Linked DNA regions of Mus musculus: region 2 is linked to region 1. A link is a contact called in public HiChIP or PLAC-seq data. All regions are on one chromosome and are shown on one strand. The core of a region is the stretch at or near the end of the contact, and the rest is flanking DNA. Distances in the headings are between cores, read along the strand shown. Region 1 has its middle 33 kb from the start of Gm33502. Region 2 overlaps Xxylt1 (xyloside xylosyltransferase 1).

The links. HiChIP or PLAC-seq counts read pairs in DNA pulled down with a chosen protein or histone mark.
Region 2: a FOXA1 HiChIP or PLAC-seq map of pancreatic cancer cells shows a contact between it and region 1. The contact joins two enhancer-like sites. A contact is called at or near these places in 4 of 484 Hi-C or Micro-C datasets (bone marrow-derived macrophages, cerebral cortex, myocytes and 1 more), 6 of 115 datasets of contacts at active chromatin or transcription factors (the NIH/3T3 cell line, VIP interneurons, embryonic fibroblasts and 3 more) and 1 of 9 other capture datasets (embryonic stem cells).

The regions. Positions count from the first base shown.
Region 1 is chr16:30,756,681-30,763,675 of GRCm38.p6, forward strand. No RefSeq gene overlaps it. Among named protein-coding and RNA genes, the nearest start is that of Gm33502, 33 kb to the right of the region's middle. Within about 2 kb of position 1,816, at least 11 of the 459 cell types and tissues checked have an H3K27ac peak or open chromatin away from gene starts, as enhancers often do. A contact at or near this core is called in pancreatic cancer cells, where this site is marked.
Region 2 is chr16:30,966,834-30,973,802 of GRCm38.p6, forward strand. The region is part of intron 3 of Xxylt1 (xyloside xylosyltransferase 1); the gene reads right to left. Gm15742 (a long non-coding RNA gene) reads right to left here. Exons shown (of 2, transcript XR_384807.2): 1 at 6,574-6,969; 2 at 1-3,106. Among named protein-coding and RNA genes, the nearest start is that of Gm15742, 6.2 kb to the right of the region's middle. Within about 2 kb of position 5,293, at least 129 of the 459 cell types and tissues checked have an H3K27ac peak or open chromatin away from gene starts, as enhancers often do. A contact at or near this core is called in pancreatic cancer cells, where this site is marked.

The DNA.
Region 1 (6,995 bases), core at 566-3,065:
GAAGGAACTACAAACAGAGTTTGCCACGTGCAGGGACTGCTGGGGCACCTCTCTGGCCTCCTGAGGGACAACTAGTAAGACAGGGCTCCTTTGGCACCAAGGAGCTACAAGGCTCATTGCTGGAGCTTTCCAGCCCCTTTTCAAGCTGTTCTGTGAGGTTGGTGGACCTATTGTTCCTTGGAGCAGATCGAATCATGTTTCTTGTGGGCGCTAAGGCCTGGCACGCAGCCACTGACTGTGGAAGGCAATGCGGAGCTGAGTACCTCCTTGGTGGTGATACAGGCAGGGAAGACCAAATAGGAAAGACAACTCCTGCCATTCCTAGCAGGGGCCTGAGGGCACCACTTCAGGCTATGTACCCTGTCTAAAAGGAGGGGGAGATCCCTTCCTTCTGGCCAGATAGAGCATCAGCTCTAAGCTTTAAGCAAGCAACCTGACAGATCTTTGTTTCCTTCCCCTAAGTAGCTAGTACATTCTACTACTGGACCAAGGAGTGGGGAAACTAGCAGGAGTCTCTAGACTCCTCCCCAGACATGGAAGCCCTTGCTGAGGAGTGGGGGTGGGGGGTGAGCATGGCTCTCTTGGCAATGGTTCTTGGGGTCTCTTCCCTCACAGCTTCTCATTGTAGCCTGTGGCACAGCTGACATCATAACATGCCCCTAATGAGTTCCCTTCGTTTGCTTCTCTCATGGCTTCATCCCGTTGTTGAGATGATTAGAGGTGGCTTCTCTTCCCTTCCAGGAACACCCAAGGAAGGGAAATGGTTGTAGAATTTGGGAATACAGAGCTCTTAGTGTTTGTACAAATTTATCCGTCTCTTTGTTAACCGCCTTGGTGTCACGGGAAGAGAGGTGAGGCTTCCTAGCTGCACATCACACTAACAATGTCTGCTTTTGCATCCTACCCTGGAACCTCCTGGCATCAGTGTTGGTCTAGAACGTGAGGGACAAATGGGACGTTATTTTTTTCTAAGCAGCCATCTGCCTCCAGACCTGCTGGCTGAATTCATCCCCTCTTGGCTGATTTCAAGAGTCACCTTCATAATCAAAGAACATTCTTCTGTGTTGTTGGACTTCATTATTTTACCCCATTGATCCGTTTCTTTGTTTTGGCATCATTTGCTCTGGGAAGATTTATGAAGTCAAAGCAAACATAACTGATTTGATTAGCCAGTGCCTCTGTGAGGCTTTACAAAAGGAAACCCACCTGATGCTGGGAATGTGGCTGGAGCTGGTGAGGGGCAGGGTAGCTTGTTGCAGTGGGGGAGGGGGGGAAGGGCAACTACTGGCCACTGTGTAGTGATCCTCACCTGTCTCCCACAGTGGGAAGCCAAACACAATCATGTTGGATGGAGACAGAGGAGGCCATCTCGTTCTCCTGTTAGCCTCTTTCCTTCCCAGCTCTGAGACTGGACTTGAGAAATAGAGCGAGGACCTGCCGGCAGACCTTGGCTGGGAACACAGAAGCTCAGTCTGTAAGCGGTTCACTGAGCCATTTCTTGTAGGGAACCCAGTTTTGAACCTTTTCTCTCTCAGCTGATCAGTGACCTTTGCCCTAGCACCCCTCCCTCTGGTCTCTTCTTCCTCTAATTAACAGGACACATCTGGGCCGGGTTCTCTCCTCTCGTGTGTTGGAATCCCATGAAGTGCCACAGCACCTGATGTCCAGGTCTTTTCTACTCTGGCAGCATCTGAATTATTTTCCTGTCAGCCTACCAAATAAGCTACAACCAGATGGACAGATATTTACTGTGTCCTGTGGGTTTTCCCTTTCTCTTCCTGGAGCCACCAAACCACACCCATTCTTTAAAGACTACTAGTCCAAAGGTTAACGAAGTTTTCTAGATTCCAGAAAGATTGAATCAGTTGTCCAGTTTGCTATTCCTCTCCATGCCCACGTTAGTCAGCTTCCTGTCGCTATAACAAAATGATCCAAAACATTATATAAAAGAAATGGTTTGCTCGGCTCCCAGTTTTGAGTGTTCTAGTTCTGTGTGCTCAGCCCCCATTGCTTTGGGTCCATGCAAGATAACAGTTGGGGGCAAGCATGGCAGTGACATCAAAAGTTGGAGCAAAGTGGGAAAAGAACAGAGAAGCTCACAAATACGCTCTGTGGGAGACATGGGCCCATGGGCCATTGGGAGATCGTCAACAGCCAAGCTGTAACAGTGCTAAACCAGAAGACTCGTCTCTTTCCTTCGGATGCCCCGCTTCCTTGGAGACTCTATTTTTCATGTCTTTGCCTCATTTCTGGCTTTCCCTGGGTCTGTGCACTCTTTCTTACCAATGTTGTACCTTTCATAATCTCACAGCTGGACCCTCCATGGCCGCTGAGAGCTGAGCGGCCAGTAAAACACACAGTGCTTTCTAAATAACACAGGATGAATGAACAGATGGGAGATTTCTCCCTCCACTCTTACTACGTCTCGTGAATTGGGAGAGGGTGTAGCTCAAGGTTGCTGAAGGACTAACAACCTCACCAAAACAAGGCTATGGGTTTTGGAGCGACGGGGTTGGTGTTGGGAAGTGGAACATGCAGCCCTATTTTCAAAAGAAGAGGTGGGTATGCTCTGAAAACAATGTCAGGAGGGAATGCGGTATGTTTTAGACAGTTGTAGGCTTTACTGTTAGAAGATGTGTCAGGGTGTTTAGCATAGTTTTATGAAGGATGGGTGGTAATGCTGAAATTACTGCTTTCCTTACATCACGCAGTCCTCACAATGACTATGAAGAATTCGTCCTATTAGTAAAGTCATTCTATAGATATGACTAACATTCAGAAAGGTGAAATTGCCCCCAAACTGTGTAGCTCTCTAGCAGGGTTTGATCCTAGGCCTTCTCTTCCTGAAGGTGGTCATCAAACCTGTCACAAGGGCCTAACCCAAAGTTTAGGACACGCTGAGTGTTTCGTTTCACTCGCCCAGATTCTGTGTCAGCAATGCCACACACCTCAGACGGCACTAATGGGATTGTTCTGCCTGGAGCCAAGGGAGAACCAGTCCTGTGAGACTGTGAGAGCCGAGCAGCTAGTGTCTGGGACACCTGGCTCAGAAGGCTGGCTGAGCAAGCAGGGTTAGCGTCTGACTCCATTGCTTTCTGCCACCTTCTTGAGTGGACCACCTGTAAACTGTGGATAACAGCAGACACTTCATATTGCTGATGAGACGGGGTCATTGTGAACTTAGCAGGTCACGTGGAGACTGGTACTAGGGCCTGCTCAGCAAGCGTTGGTCTCATTGTCTCTGGCTGCAGATGTAAAAGGGTGTGTGTGTGACAACGGGGAGCTTGTTCAAACAGAGGCCTCCAAGAGAGCACCTAATGTTGTTCTTGAGGAATCTGACCTGGAGCTATTCAGCTTGGAATACATTTAAAGCTCGAAACCCTGGAGCAACAGGGGCCTCTGAGCCTAATATCAGACAGCTCCTTCTGAGACTGCCTGGGACCCATAAACTTTGTAGATTCCTCGTTTCCCTTGAGCACTAGCATGGATTGTTCTGTGTGATGTTTCACAAAACTGCAAAGGTCTGGAAGTCAATTATCTTGGGCCGAGCCTGGTGGCACAAGCCTTTAATGTCAGCACTGGGGAAGCAGAAGCAGGTAGATTCCTGTGAGATTGAGGTCAGCCTGCTCTACATACTGAGTTCCAGGACAGTGGCATGTAGAGAGATCCTGTCTCAAAAACACAAAATTAAAAACTCTCTATAGCCTTAGCCTTTGTAATTGTAATGTCTCCGGTTCAGTATGTTCCCTACAGGCCCAAGGGTTTGAACATTTGTTCTTCAGGTGGTGGTATTGATGTGTAAGGTTGTGGAACCTTGAAGAGGATGTGGGCCAATGAGGTGAGGTCTTCAGGGTTGTAGCCCAGCCTCCTGGTTCTAGCTCACTGCTTCCTGATGGCCGTCATGTTCAGAAGCCGCTATGTTAAAATCTACCCTGTATCTTCTCTACTGTGATAGACTGATGCATCCTTTGAACTGTGAGCCAGAGTTAAGCTGCTTCTGTTGGTTGGTATCAAGAACCAGCTTAAGAGACTCCCTCTGAACCCAGTGACATCACCCATGGGCTACTTGCTCTTCACCCCTACCACCCCCACCCCACCCCCAACACACACACACACACACACACACAATAAACCTCTGCCACATGGAACCACATTGGCCTGGAATAGTCTGTCCGGACTCAAGCCTCGATTCCAACACAACAGCTTCTACCAGATATTAGGGCACAGTGACAAGAAAGGTAACTAATAAAACAAAGCAAAGCAAAACAAAACAAAACAAAAAAACAAAACAAAACAAAACAAAACAAAACATAATGTTGAGTTCAAAGGACCAGACCTCAAACTCAGAGAAGCTCTCTTGGTGCTGTTAACTGCCATGTTTGACAGCTTTAGGAGTGTCCCAGCTCTCTGGTGGCCTCGCAGGACTAAGAGGTGCACACCCATTCTCCATGTGGACCAGTTGCCCTGTTCATACTCATTGAGAGCATCCCTCCCTCTGGATCCTCTCCCAGAATCCATCACCATATAACTGGAGGGAGGAACAGTACCTACATCTATACCCCCTCCACCTTGGTGAAGCCATCGTGAGCATGAACTTGCAGAACTATTAGCATACTCAAGACATCGGGGAGGGCTACGTGGGTGGCCCTTCTCCTGACACCAGTCAGCACCTATCTGGCAAAGAAAGACAAACAGACTGGACAAGCACATTTGGGGAGCTCTGGCAGGGCCTCACACAGCAGCTGCTGATCTCCACAGTGCTGCAGGCAGCCTCCCAGCCTCAGTAAACCCTCAGAGACACAACACACCCCCATGCCGTTCAGTGGCTCTGCGTTTACAGCTTCACACCCTTCTGCCAAACTTAATTATTGCAGTGACCCAAGATCACATTAAAAGCCGGTGATGTCCCACTTTATTCCTTCCATGAGTTAGAACTTGTTCCCTCTAGATGGCTTCCTTCTGCTCGCCATTCCCACGAAGGCTGGATTGTCCATATTAGTATGAGAATCTCAGGCACTGGGACCACCCCAAGCTTCCCTGCCTCCCAATTAAGTCATGTGAGGTCCCTGATCAGGGGAATCTGTGTACCACAGAAATAGCTCCTAAAAACAGAGTGGCAAGTACTATGGGGGAAAAAGCAAACCACTGAATTTTTCTCTTATTTTTGGAGCCACCTTTTTTTTCCCCTGAGCTCCAACCCTGTAGGAACAGGCTGACCCTGATTAGTCATACTCTCTCTGAGTCTCAATATTTAATCTGCAAAATGGGAAAGATCGCTGTGGGTGTTAAGAGTGGGGAATTCCATGAAAGTATCTGATAAACTGAACTATCATAAGAATGTGATTTCTTTCTGTTCCCTCAGCCTGGAATAATGACCAGCTTCAAGGCCCCAGAGGAGGAAGTGACAGATGCAGAGTCACCCCATAAGTTACGGCAGAACAAGGCCTAGAACCCAGGATTTTAAAAAATTGAATTCAGATTTCTTTCTGCTACCCCCAACCAATCAATCAGTCCATGTTCGCTGTGCTGGTATCTTGGCATCCAGTAAAGTGCTGAACAAGGTTCGTGCATTAATCTTGCAAAGCTACTTGTCCCTCCTGGAAAACATCATTTCTTCTAGGCAGAACTCATTTAAACCATGCAAAAGGCCACACCAGGGAAGGGAATGGCTTGGATACTTGACTAAATTTATGAAAATTACATACCCCACATTACCTAGGGGCTCTGGAAATTTCTGCAAAAACTGGAGCCCAGCCTTGGCCTCCTTCTGTGGCTTCCCCTGCCTACCCTCTCCCCTCCCCCACCCAGCCCCTCCCCTGAGCCCCACTGCCCTATTTGCTTCTTCCTCTCTCTGTTTTCTCCTTTTCCTGTCTGTCCCTCTTTCATTTCTCAGTGATTTAATGACTGTGTGCCCAAGTGTCAGCATTTAATTAGTGTCCAGAAAAATATTTATTTAGGATGAATGAATGAATGAATGAATGAATACATTTAGTCAATCCTCACAGTTTTGGGTTTTCGGGGACACGGGACCTGGTTTCAACTCCTAAGATGCTGAGTGATGTTTGCAGATATTGTGGGTGGAGAAAAATATGTGGGCATTGCCGTGAGACAAATATCCCTCAGGAACCTGGCTCTGTGTGGGTGTGGGCAAAGGGCACAGCTAGGCTGGGGCCCTGTTCCCTTGTGAGTATATTGAGGGTATTAATGTCTGCTCATGAGGCTGTCCAGCATAGAACAGGCATGGCGTATGATCATTCATGATTAGGAACAATCCGAGAAGCACACAGATCAAGAAAACAAAGGACTAAGGCTGAGCCTTCATGTCAAGTGACTTCTGTCTGAGCGAACAAGACACCTAAATCAATCCTGTGACATCCTCTGAGGCTCCCTTTTCTAAGTTCTGCCAAGCTTGCTCCCAGTCCAGACATGTCAGGGACAGGGGTGGGTGGCCAGACACACTTACTTTCCTGCTCTGCGTGGCTCAGAGATACTCTGCTAGTCTGAAATACCCACAGATTGGCCAAGAAGCTCCTGGCTGACGCGTGCTACTAAATCTCTCTACAACGCTGCCTTACAGAGCCTGTTCCCTCAGTCAAAGGAGATCTTCAGTAGGTACTTATTATATCTGTGTGTGTCTCTGTCTCGCACTGTCTGTCTCCCTCTCTCTCTGTGCAGGAATAACCTCGCGTGTACTGTGTGGAAACATCACCTGTCAATAACATTCTGATGCCCAATAAACGGAGGCAGGATTAGAAGGTGGGACATCCGGCAGAGAGAGAGAGAGAGGAACTCTGGAGTAAAGTCAGGCCCAGGAAGATTCCCCAGCCTGGACTCAGAGAAAGTTAGATGTATGAAACTGAAGAGAGGTAACTAGCCTTGCGGCAGACATAGAACAGCATAAACGGGTTAATATAAGTTATGAGTTAGTTAGAGAACAAGCCAAAGCTTATGGCCCAGGCATTAATTCATAATTACACAAGCTTCCACATTGTTAT
Region 2 (6,969 bases), core at 4,043-6,542, 210 kb after region 1:
ATTGTCTGGAGAACTGTCATTCTCCACGTGCCTGGCTTCTATACACAAGCCCCTGGCTTCTGGACTGTACCCAGGGATGTTGGGAGGACGCCATGAAACAATGCAGGCAGTGTCCAACATGTCTGACGAGATCACAGAAGCACAATTCAAGTTCACTGGGCAGTGAGGTTGCCAGACTCACACCCCTTCTGCTCTTATCTGAGCACGTGTGGGCCCTGCAACCATCAGCAGGTGACCTTGGCAGAACCACAGCCTGTCCTGGGGTCTCAATTTCCAAAACTGCTCAGTGGACTCATCAGCTGGAGGATCCTGTCATGTGCTGAAGCCCTGGTGCCATGTAGCTTGCAGAAGTGAATTTCAAGGGGACGCTGGTCACTGAACCCCGACATTCATCTGTCACCGGATGTGCCACCAGTGTGCTGAGTGTGCCGTGGGTTTTGCTAGGGTTGGTTACTCACTTTTGATTGAAATCTGATTATCGTTGACAGCAAAGCCCCTGACATATTCAGTATTGGGGTATGGGCGGTCTCCCATGAGCATCATCTCGCTGTTTGCTGTTTTTAGGAGTAGCACACGAGGTGCTCACTGTCCGGATACACTTCTGCCTAGTCCTTCCTCGTTCCTTCTCTTCTAGGTGGTCTCATGAGATGGTGCTTGACCTACCCCCCCCCCTCCCTCATGGCAGTTGTGTGAGAAGAAGGGCTGGGGCAGGGGAACAACCAGGAAGAGAACATCTCTGACCCCTGGAGCCTCTTCCCTTCCTTCCTTTTGGTATAGAAACATGGAGTCTTATGGTAGAGGGGGCTTCGCTGAAGGCACTCTTTCCCAACCTAATGGCTTAGTCACAGCCAAGGAACTCAGTCCCCTCTCCCCTAACATGATCTATACGACCTCTACATGGCTTCCTCAACCCTAGTCCATTTCCCGACCACTTCCTCAGACTGCAGGATCATGGTCTGAGGTCTTAATGGTGTGACGCCCACTGCTGGGAACCATCAGTGGCACCCCCATGTGCTCTCCAACCCCTGCACATGTTCCCAATCTCAGGGCCAGGTTTGGGAGCTAGGACAGCTGGTGATGCTGGCCTGCTTGGCCCTTTCTCCAGGTGGCCCAAGACAAACACGCCTATCCTCCTTCCTGGCCACGCTAACCTGGGCTTCACCCAGGCCCACAGGCTTAGATGTTCTCTTTGCCACTTCCCCAATGCCAGCTTTCTAGGGAGAGGCTCCTCCTGTTAAACTGCAGTGTGTTCCTCGGCTCCTCGTCAGCGACGTCCTGCCTGCCTCTACTCTTCGGGTTTCCAGATGATTCTTCTGAGTCTCTGCCTAGTCTGGGGTGCCTTCCAGAAGGCAAAGATGGCTCTCCCAGCCTCTTCCCACGTGTGCTGGAGTCAGAATTCTGTCTACACAGGTGTGCCAGCGACTACCTGGAGAGTGCACAGGAGAAGAAGGGGTGTGGCCTGGGCCCACCCAGACCAGACAAGGAGGGTGTGAATGACTGTGAGGTGTGGAACTTGAGACCCAGATCAAAACTGGTATTAAAGTTAGATACCAGCTCCAGCCACTGTCCAAGGAAGGTGTTCAAACCCACCATCAGTTCTGGACACAAGCCTTCCAACCTTCCTTTTGGAGCCCTCTGTGCAGGGACGCCTTTCCTCTTGGGGCCCAGCTGTCCTTTTACTTTCTTCCCTGTGGCAGTTCAGGCTGCATGACTGCTGACCACAGAGGAAGTGTCATCATTGGGCCACATCCATGTCAGTTGGGCGTGCATCTGCATCTAGCCCACACTGTGGAAAAGCCTATGACCACAAACCCAGGGCTAGAGGAGAGTCCAAACTGCTCCCCTCGAGGACAGAGTTCTTAACACTGGCTTCCTCTCAGAGGTCTCCACCAGAGGGAGAAATCTGGGCTGTGGACATACCTTGTGGAAGAAGCAGAAAAGAAAAAGGCAACATGCCTAGCACGGCCAGGCCAGGCTCCACACGCCACCAGCAGACCCTGACTGGCTGCACTGCTGAAATCCACATGCCCTGAGCTAGCCAGCATCCTCTACTGGTTTCTCCTCCCTGATCTCTCACTAACCTCCCAGAGATTCCCTGACCCTTGCCCAAGACCAAGAGATGCCTGCCTCACGAGCAGGACTCTGATTGGCTGTGCCAGGCCTCCAGGCCTCGCCTGCTCAGACAAGGGAACACAGGAAGAAGGCAGACTCAGCCCCATCTTACACACAGGTGGGCACCTATGGGATCCTGGAAATTTTCAAATTTACCATCCTCTACAGAAGGACAAAGCTCTCACTGAGAGCACTCCCTGCTGGCTGTGAGCCTCTCCGTTTTGGGACCCTGGGCTGGATCTGGGGTCTTAAGGTCCCTGCAGAGCCAGATCTTCCCATCTCCAGGTCCTTCCTAAGCCTGACCTGTTCCACCCAGGAAGGAACCAAGCATGCATGGTGGGGGCCCCTCAGAACCCCTGACTGTGAAGTGTTCCTCCTTCCCCGACTCTTCCCGAGAGCTCCCTGAAGCCCTCTGTCACAGCAATGTGTACTCACAAAGCTCCCTGCCTCCCTCCCCGCTCAGGTCCTCTTACATAAGAGCACCTCTGGTTTCCCTGTGCCTGTGAAATGAGTGTCTGGGGAATCGGCTAAATGGAGCCGAGCTCAGCGGTGTTGACACAGCGTCACGTGGCCGAGCGTTTGCATAGTGGAGGAGCAGACAGAGGACTCTGAACCAGTCAGTGTGTCCTGCCCCAGCTCCTCCAGAACTCAACATTCTATCCCAGAGGATAGGCTGTGAGGGCCGTGTGCGGGATGCAGTATCTGACACCCGGGCACCTTTTAGGTGCAATCTCTCTTCCTTTAGCTTCAGATGGCTCCCCAGTATAGGAGGAAGGGTAAGGTATGACAAGACTGGGGCAGGAGATGAAGCATCAGGTAACTTGGCTGGTGGTGGAGGACGGCTTGCTTGCTTCCTTCACTGGCCAGTGCTGGGTGAGGCACCCAAAGTGCTTGCAGGGACGGGTCACTCTGCTGGGTACATCCTCAAGTGTTCTTGTTACCAGCTCCCTGAAGCATGCACCAGGGCCACTGCCAACTCTTGTGGAGAAGAGACCTGCAGAAAGAAGGCTAAGGCACTCAGGTGTGCATGGCAGCCTTCACGGCAGGGACACCGGTGCCCAGTGAATCTGGTTCTGCCGGCAGCCCAACAGAACCAAGCCAGGTGCTTCCAGAAGCCACTCACTCAGCTTTGGTAGGAAGAGAAACTTGGACAACCTTCTTTCCTGGAGCTTTAGAGAAGGCCGTGCGTGTTGAAGGATGTAGCCGGGTGACATCTAGCAGAGTCCCTTCTAGGGGCTATGTGCGCACACATGACCAGCACAAGCCAGCACACTCACAGTGACAGACACACACACGTTCCCTGCAGTCCGAGTCAGTGTGTCTTTGCCCTGGGGAGGCCATCCCTCCAGCTTCATCTTGGTAACCCTTCTCACAGCTCTTTCCCAGAAGCGCTGCTTTGTTTAGCTGGCCACTGAAATTAGGACAAGGGGACAAGTGTGGTCAGGTTTCCAATCAGGATACTTTTCCTTCTGTGTGTTTAAAATGGGACTCTGATGGAAACCGTAGGGCCCCACACAACAGGAAGCCACTCACTTCTCTCAACTCTGATGGGATGGGGCCATAGTTTGCTGGAGGTTCGAAAGACTGATCCCAAAAGGAGCCGTCTCCCAACTTCAAAAGGGTGAAAGCGCTGAGGCTGGGCAGTGAACCCCGACACCTTCCTCACGTTCGAAGCTTCTGGTTTTGACTTTGCCTTGGCTCTAAGATGAGCTTCTACAGTCAGCTAGTCTCCACTGCCTGGGACTCCTCATTTCTCTGCTGCTTGGAAAGAAAATAGGAAACAGTGGGCCCTACTTGGGGTGGGGCAATCTGCTGCTGGACGAGCGTTGACTCTCAGTTGGGGACAGCCTGTCTAAGCCCCTTGCTGGCTGTTGCTTTACAAAGTTATTGTTACCTATGTGCAGGCTGCTTTGCCTGGTGCCAGTGGAAGCCGGAAAGGGGGACTGGATCCCCTGGAAGTGGAGTTCAAGATGGCTGTAGGACACCATGTGGGCGCTGGGAATTAAAACTGTGCTCTCTGTAAGAACAGCCAATGCTCTTAACCACTGTGTTGGTTTTTCTGTAATGCACATGGCATGTATGTATATGGGTAGCTGGCATTTACTTCAATAATTATTACCTGCCAGCTACTTCATGAACAATTTATAAGTGATTTCTTTTAGTCATTATGGGACTTGGAGGTACAGGTTACGATAATACAGATAATTATGACAAAACCTGTCCCTAAGCACTCCTCTACACATTTACATACTTGAGCTGTCTATGCATGCTTGGGAGGTACACATTATTAAACCCATTTTCTAGATGAGGAAACTAAGGCTTTCAGGATGTAAGGATGACCGTCAAAATGCCCAGCTAGTAACGGTGAGACCTCTCCTTTCTGCTTCACTGCCTCTCAGGCCAGGCCACAGCCCTACTCTGAGCCCTGATGGGAGCTGGGAACAGTATGTGTCCGGGGCTTCTAATGGCCACAGAGTGACAGAGGAGACATGGACCATCTAAACCAGGCAGATGTATAAGACATAAGTAGATGAGAGCTTGCCATGGGCTGAGGAGGAAAGATGCAGGGCAACCGTTCAGAGGATGACATTTCTGCTTGGGTAATACAACTGTTTTGGAAATAGGATGGTGATGGTGGGACATTTGGGCAGAATTAATGTTATGGACTTAAAGATGTTCCAAACGGCAACTTTTATGTTGCATATATTTTAGCAATTTAAAACTGTGGCAGAAGAAGGCAGGTGTGACTTTAATCTCACCACTAGGGTGGTAGAGGCAGGTGGATCTCTGTGAGTTTGAGGCCAGCCTGGTCTAGAGTTACAGGAGAACAAGGATAAGTAGTCAGACCCTGTCTCAAAGAGGAAACCAAGTCGTTAGATACAGACACGGGACCAGCTCTCTAGAGACCCTCCTGCCACTGTCCGTGGCTGAGATCTCTCAGTCCGTGGTCTGTTTCCAGCACAGAATCAGTGGATGGAGCAGCTGTCTCTCTTCCTATGTCCTAGTGCCACACGGTTCCTCTACAAGCCACTGTGAGCTGTGTTCCTCCAGCAGGCCTGAGCCTGGCGTGCAGCGGGCACACTGCCCTCACCCAAAGTCAGCCCCCTTCATGTGTACTGCAGCCTGCTGCAGGCATAGATGTCACCAGTTTCCGTGGTTTCCAGAGCCGTGGACACCAACAGGAAGCTGTGGCGGCAGCAGCAGCTTGTGTAATTAGCATGGAATGTTCTGAGGCAGGCAAGAGCATGTGGGGTAGAGACAAGTTCTCAAACACACTTTCTGTGAAAATAGTTGGTTTTTTTTCCTCTTTTCACCCTTCTCAGGAGACGGAAATAACAAACCGAAGAGGAACCAATCATCCTGCACAACTCCCCATGCACAATGCGGGCCTGCGGCAGGTGCGTGGGCTCATATCTGCGCATGCTCTCTGTGGCAGGTGCGTGGACTCATATCTGCGCATGCTCTCTGCGGCAGGTGCGTGGGCTCACACCTGGGCATGCTCCCTGTGCCCATCATCACTCAGGCAGCTCGTCCCAGAGACACAAGGTGTGTCATCACAGAGACTGCCACCACAAAGCCGTCCAACTGGGGTCCACACTGTCAGCCCAGGTGCGGTGGTTCTGCCTTGGTGAGACACACTGCTGGCAAGAGTCAATCGCCATCCTCTTTCCCAGGCCACTAAGCCAAGCCACAGCCAGATGATGCACAACCCAGTGCCACAGCTGCACTTGAAATCTTCCTCAGTGTAAACGCTGCTTTTAGAAAAAGCTGCTTTTAAGTGTACCTCTGGTAAATATTTGAGATTTATTTCTTGCTGGGCATAAAAAATAGAGGAAAACAAGAGTGTAAGGCACAGGGATGGAAATTTTAGGAGGGCCTTAGATGGTACCTGTGAAAGACTCTCCTGACCTCCGCTGTTGTTCCCACCAAGTCACTGCTCTGGCAGTGAATGGGCACACTGTCCCGCCCTCATCGGTGGCCTTCTGATGGCCACAAGGATGATATTTACCCTGGACCTCCTGTCTACACACCCAGCACCGGGTCTTGTCTCCAGCGGTGTGACCTATGGGAATGGACGTAGTTGTAGCACACTGTTAGACAGTGTGATCTAGCCAAGAGGCAGGTGTCTGCTGTTCATCTGTCCTGACAGCAGTGACGCCACGCTCCCCACTTTCTGAAGACCCGATCCCAGGCCATGAGAAGCCGGGCCATCTGGCCATGCCCTGTCCACCCCAGGTTCCTCTGCTCCATCCACACTGACATTCCTGCTGATTCTGCATATGCCATTCTCACCAGGGCCTTAGCTGCTGTGCCCTCTTTCCTCACCATCCACACAGCTACCTTCTAATCAAACCACAGCCCAGAGGCCAATTCCTTAGTGAAGTCTGCAAGGGCCCCATAAGCCACTCTGACCCACTGAGTTGTCATACCGTTGGGGATAGAAATGGTGTCTTTACATACCTGAATCCCCACTGCCTGGCCCCGTGCCTGGCACAAGGCAGGGGCCCAGCCCACGCTTACTGAAGTGAAGTAGTCCAGACAGATGCACTTTCACCAGCAAACAGCAAGGGCTGAACTTGACTTTCCGAGAAAGGTCTCTACTGTGTCCACACAGCCAGGACTCCTGCCAGCATCGGTAAGGAGCTGGCACAGCACCAGGAGCACCCACAACACAGCACATGGCCGAGAGGTCGTGACTAGGAAGCAGCATGCTATCTTCAAAGTCTGTTGGGCCACTGCCAGAGACACACAGGCCTGGCCACACACTGCCACACTGTACATCCTCTGGCTAATCAATTCACAGTGCAGAAATAACAATGGGCCCCACAGTGCCTTCATTAACCTCCTAGATCACAT